Linked DNA regions of Capra hircus: region 1 is linked to region 2. Evidence: chromatin contacts called from public Hi-C data. All regions are on one chromosome and are shown on one strand. The core of a region is the stretch at or near the end of the contact, and the rest is flanking DNA. Distances in the headings are between cores, read along the strand shown. Region 1 has its middle 56 kb from the start of KIF14. Region 2 has its middle 98 kb from the start of ZNF281.

Evidence for each region. A called contact is a pair of places that touch in the nucleus more often than the background predicts.
Region 1: a contact with region 2 is called in a Hi-C map of blood, with 6 times the contacts expected there. The contact joins two enhancer-like sites. A contact is called at or near these places in 2 of 5 Hi-C or Micro-C datasets (both in blood).

Annotation. Positions count from the first base shown.
Region 1 is chr16:77,781,653-77,784,734 of ARS1.2, reverse strand. No RefSeq gene overlaps it. Among named protein-coding and RNA genes, the nearest start is that of KIF14, 56 kb to the left of the region's middle. Within about 2 kb of position 1,639, at least 1 of the 5 cell types and tissues checked has an H3K27ac peak or open chromatin away from gene starts, as enhancers often do.
Region 2 is chr16:77,614,292-77,617,194 of ARS1.2, reverse strand. No RefSeq gene overlaps it. Among named protein-coding and RNA genes, the nearest start is that of ZNF281, 98 kb to the left of the region's middle. Within about 2 kb of position 1,649, at least 1 of the 5 cell types and tissues checked has an H3K27ac peak or open chromatin away from gene starts, as enhancers often do.

The DNA.
Region 1 (3,082 bases), core at 390-2,889, 170 kb before region 2:
ACTGGAAGGACTGGTGCTGAAGCTGAAGCTCCACTACTTTGGCCACCTGAAGCAAAGACCAACTCATTGGAAAAGACCCTGATGCTGGGAAAGATTGAAGACGGGAAGAGAAGGGGACGATAGAGGATGAGATGGTTGGATGGCATCACCGACTCGATGGACAAGCTGGGAAATAATCAAGGATGGGGAGGCCTGGCGTGCTGCAGTCCATGGGGTGCAAAGAGTCTGGCACAACTGAGCAAGTGAGCAACACCAACTGTGCGATAGGCGCGTCCGCGGGCTTCGAGTGTGCGGTCTCATTTAACCTCACACACAAAAGTTGCTGCTGCTGTAAATTCACAGGTGAGGAGACAGGCCAGGAAAGGGTGAGTAACTTGCTTCAGGCTGCACAGCTAAGTGGTAGGAACAGGACTTGAACGTGGATCTGTCTTCAAAGTCAATTAAAAACAACGTGAGCTCCTATTTTTCTTACACCTTACATCTGATCCCCCAGTCAAACTCCGGGCTTTGTGTGGACATTTGCAGTACCCTCAAGCATCCTCATAACTCACTGTTAACCTCCTGCCCCCTCCCCCAAACAAAACTCGATTTTTGTATTCACCCAAGAATCTGGCTAATGTTTGGAAATTTTTGATCCAGAGATTTTCCTGATGGTCCAGTGGTTAGGACTTGGTGCTTTGACTGCTGAGGGCCTGGGTTTGATCCTTGGTTGGGGAACTGAGATCCTACAAGCCGCAGGGTGGGGCCAAAGTAATAATCATAACAATACTACTAGTAATGAAACTTGGTTCCCAAACTGAAGAAAGAAACAATGAAACTGCGGACATCTTCCCCCTGAAACAAGGAGTGGAGACCCTGACCTGGGATTACGCTCACCCTGGTGGCTCAGATGGTGAAGAATCCGCCTGCAATTAGGAGACCTGGGTTCGACCCCTGGATTGGGAAGATCCCTTGGAGGAGGGCATGGCAACCTGTCCCCCCCGTGGTATTTTTGCCTGGAGAATCCCCCTGGACAGAGGAGCCTGGTGGGCTACAGTCCATGGGGTTGCAAAGAGTCGGCTGAGGCTGAGTGACTAACACTTTCACTTTCATGAACTGCTAAAAATATTCGGTCACCTTTTTGACTACTCTTGAGAAATCAATGCAATTGAGGACATTTGAATCTCTGTGATCAGGACAGTGGGGAAGCCGGGGCTTGGGACCAGGTCAGCAAAGGGGGCTTCAGCGGACAGCTCTGCTTTTTCTCACGTAGAATTATTTCTGCGGAGCTTTCGGTGTCTACCTTCTCCCCTAAGTTCTCCAGTTAAACTTTCCCACTAAGGCTCTGCTTTAATGAGAAGCAGCTTTTGGTGTTCCAGCGAGCGTTCTGGGGCCTCTCTTCAGTGCTGTTGGGTCTGCGGGTTTCATTTTTGTGTGTGTGTAATTGGAAAACTCCCCCGTGAACCTGGGAAAAGCATCAGTGTTGCTACAGAAATCGACTCCGGGCCCTGCCCATCCGACCCGCCAAGCTTTCGCGTGCGAAGCCCACCAGCGAGGTGAGGGTCAGGCTGCTCGTCTCGCTGTCGCTGCCGTTGGACACTGGTCTTTGTTCTGGGGAAGGTGAGGCTGCAGCCAGCAGCGTGGCTCATAAAACATGTTTACGACGGTCACCGCGGCAGAGCCTGCTGGGGGCTGGGGTTGGCAGGGAGCAGAAGCCGCGCTGGGCTGTACCCCAGGGGCCGCCCCTGCAGGCCCCGAGGGACCCTCAGTCAACACCACCTCCTGGGTTTTTCTCCTTCACAGCTCCTTACCCCGCCCTCATCCGTCTCCCTGATCTTCTTTTCGTCCCCAAAGACAAGAAGAATCCATCTCCAAGTGGATTCTCTCTCCTTTTTCCTTTTTAAGGAAAATGCTTCTCATCATTATTTCTTAAAGTTTTATTTCAGTGCAGTAAAATTGATTAACAATGCGTAAGTTTCAGGTGTACGGCAAGGAGATTAGTCATACATATACATACATCTATTCTTTTTCAGGTTCTTTCCCCGTTCACGTTATAACAGAATATTGAGTAGAGTTCTCTGCGCTACACAGCAGGTCCTTGTGGCTCACCTACTTTATGTATAGTAGTATGTATCTACTGTTAACCCCAGCTCCTAACTTATCCTTCCCCATACCTTTCCCCTTTGGAGAGCATAAGTCTGTTTTCTGTGTTTGTGTCTGTCTCTGTTTTGTAAATGAGTTCATTTGTGTAATTCTAAGATTCCACATATGAGTGTTATCTTGCGACGTTTGCCTTCCTCTGTCTGACTCACCTCACTTAGTAGGATAATCTCTGGGTCCATCCACGCGGCTGCGGTTCTCTGTTTTGTCCACGATAAACACCTCTCTCTTCTCTTCTATCTTCTCCACAATCCTATTTTCTTTTTTCTTTTTTTTAATTCTCCAAAGGGGATTATTTTGCGTTTCAGTGTTTCTCTTGCCCAGGGCTGTGTGTGGTGCATGAAGCCTGGCCCCTCGCCCCGACGAATAAGTGAGAGAGATTCGCTTCCAAAGACAGGTGAGCACGCAGTTTCTGCCTGCAGCCTCCCCTCCCAGCCTCCGTGGGCAGCACCCCTCCGGGCGTCCCCTTGGGGAGAGGGCCCCCCAGAGTGGGACTCACTTCATCTGCCTCCAGTTTTCATGTCTCCAAGCCCCCAAATCTTTGGGGCTCATATTTAATAGGCCTGTTTTTGTGTAAATCAACTATAAATCATTCCCGGGGGGACCGGAGCTAGTATTTTTATGACCCAAGGACAGTAAAACCCGCCTCCAGGTAGAGCCGCTGTGGGCTCTGGGATTGAGTTATTAAAGCTCTGGTTCGAGCCACCCCGTCCTGAGGGCCTGCCTCTCCTGCAGCCTGAAATTTCCCCAGTAAGGATGGGACTAAAAGCAAGCCCACCCAAGATAGCCCCGCGTCTCACAGCTGCCTGCAGCTTGAGAAGGAGTCTAGCTGGGGCGTCCCGGGAGGGCGGGAATGGAGGGGGGTGGGTGCAGTCTGTTCCCGCCATCGTGTCTCCTGCAGGATGGTCCGCTGATGCGCAGCTTTGATACTTCCTGTGTTTGG
Region 2 (2,903 bases), core at 400-2,899:
TCTGTCCATGGGGTTTCCCAGGCAAGAATGTTGGACTGGGCTGACGTTTCCTTCTCCAGGGGTCTCTCCCCTTACCCACCTGATTTTGGAGAGAGGGATACTGAAAGAGCGCTGAACATAGGTGAATAGAGGGAACCTAGACTTTTTGGAGTAAAAAAGACCTGGATTCCATTTCTGTCCTACTACTTACCCGTGACTTTGAGGACATGTTGACTAACCTCTCTGAGCCTCGTTTTCTTAACCCTGTAACACCTTTAACACACACAAGGTCTGCAATCATGGTTCTGACGCGTGGATGGCATACCGCACATGAAGCTGCCTGAGCAGTGCTGGCCCCAGTGACCTGGTGATGAACGTTGGACGTCAGGGTGTCTGTTAGTTCCTAGTCCTCCTTCAAGGTCTTGGCCAGAGGCCGTCTCTTCTGTGCGGCCCTCGTGGCTCCGCAGGGAGAATCCCGTCTGTGTGTGTATATATATGCACACACTGGATGCAGACCACCTTTAAAGTCTTCATTGAATTTGTTGCAATAGTGCTTCCGTTTTAAGTTTTGGATTTTGGGGCGAGAGGCGTGTGGGATCTTAACCACCTGACCAGGGCCAGAACCCGCAGCCCCTGCCCCAGAAGGTGAGGTCTTAAGCACTGGACCCCCCGGGAGGCACCTCCATGCCGCTTCCGGCTTTGAGCTGGCTTCTGTCTGCCTGCCCTGTGCTTTTTGTCGCACTTGCCTCTTCCCTGGGGGCCCGAGAGCCCTTCAGGTCGGAGGCTCTCCACCAGTTGTCAGATGGGTCAGACGGCGTGCATTTCCTGTGCTCCTGTCTCCCTCAGGGCTCCCAGGTTTCTCTTCAGCTGCCTCATCCTCCTCACGACCCAGAGCCAGTCGGTTGCGTGATTGGTGGTGTGGACGGAACCCACTGCCCCCTGTGAAGTGCTGGGTCTCGGCTCACTTTCATCTCAGTGAGGGGCTTCCCTGGTGGTGCAGTGGTTAAGACTCCGCCATCCTGATGCAGGGGCTTGCGTTCGATCCCTGGTGGAGGAACTAGGTCCTACATGCTGCAGTGATGGTCCCACTTGATGCAACGAAGACCTGGCACAGCCAGATTTAAAAAAATAAAAAAAATCGCAGCAATCATGTGGCCCCTGTTCTGACTTTGGAGCCTTTGGTGGAAAACTGTGTAAACTCTTAACATTCCTCTCTGTCTCATCCGTGCTGAACCATGTCATCTGCTCCTTTCGGGCTTTTCTGCTGACAGTGCTGTGATGGTTTCTGGGGTCCTTACATACCCTGACTACAGCGTGTGGCCAGATTGCACCCACACGTTGGGGAAGAGGAAGCCCAGTGCTGGACGCGAGCCCTGGGATGGCTGTGGGATCCCAGCTGGTCGGAGCTTCTTGGAACTTTCATTTAAGCCCAGTAATTTTTGCCGGGAAGAGTATCTGTGGTCCAGTGTTCTCAGAGTCCTTGGATGGGACTGTCTATTGGCGACTTTGTGCAGCTTTTTAAAACAGATGATCTGCCTGCTTGCTTCAGGCAGTGCTGGGTCCTCACTGCTCTGTGGGCAGCCCTCAGCTTGCGGTGAGGGGGCTGCCCTTCCTGGTGGTGGGCGGGCTTCTTGGCGGGTGGCTTTCTCTCACTGTGGGGCACCGACTCCGGGTGAGGGGCCTCCGGTCACTGCGGCTCTGGGGCTCTGGAGCACAGGCTGTGTCGCTGTGACACACGGGTGGAGTTGCCCGGTGGCAGGTGAGGTCTTCCTGTACCAGGACAGAGCCGTGTCTCCTGCACTGGCCGGTGGATTTGTAATCACTGGAGCCCAGGGAAGTCCTCCCTTGTGATACGTTACGTGCCTCCTGTGGCCTGCTCACTCCCCCGCCCCCTGACACTCATGAATCCTTTTCAGAAAAGTGAGACATTTGTCTGGGTTGAAGCTTAGGAAGAGGCGCGAGAAGCGCAGAGGCTCAGGAGCAGGTGGGCGCGGCTTGGGACCCTTGCGCCCCCGCCCCAGCTCAAGGAGAACTTTCGGCGAACCTCCAGCCCTCAGCTTCCTCATCTGATCAGTGGATAAGATAATACCCTAAGGCTTGTGTTGTGCACCAAATAAGGTTTTTCTAAAGAGCTGGCACACGGTAGATTCTCAACAAGTATGAGCCCTCCTTGGCTGTCTCCCTCTTCTCTCTGTGCCCCAGGTCGTAGAAGTTTTCCAAAATCGAACTTGTTAAGAGTTTGAAAAAAGGCAGAATTACTGTTTTTCCTTTTGGTGCTCTACTGCTAAGCACATGAGCTTTTCAGCAGCAGTTCTGTTGAAAGAACCGCACGCCTTGTGTTGCTACAGTGTTAAACCGGCTGGGGTAATGGGCGCCCTGTAGCATCAACAGATCAGGCCTGTGATTACCGCGTCGCTGGCTCTCCAAGGCCTGGAGCATGGTGGAGAGAGTAAGGAGCAGAAGGTGGTATATAATCTAATACCACCGAATCAGTGGAAAATGCATGCAGGGTCCTGGGGATAGGACCCACATGTGTGAGCTCACGTACACAGATAATTCCTGCAGCTCTGGTTGTGGTGGTGAAACACTGAGCACAAGCCCCCTGCCCATCTGTCAGGGAAGGGCAGACGGGACAGCTGGGCATCTGTACCAAGAAATATTATGCAACGATTAAGAAGGATGCACGAGGCACGCATCTACTGACCTAGAAGGGTGGCGGTGAAGCGACCCTACGTGAGAAGAGTGAGGGGCAGAGACGTGGCTTGTGAACCCACTTCCACTGAACCAGATGCTATGTCGTACGCACACACATCTTTACGAACAACACCGCCACCGCACGTCTTTCAGTTCAGTTCAGTTCAGTCGCTCAGTCGTGTCCGACTCTTTGCGACCCCATGAATCGCAGCACGCCAGGCCTCCCTGTC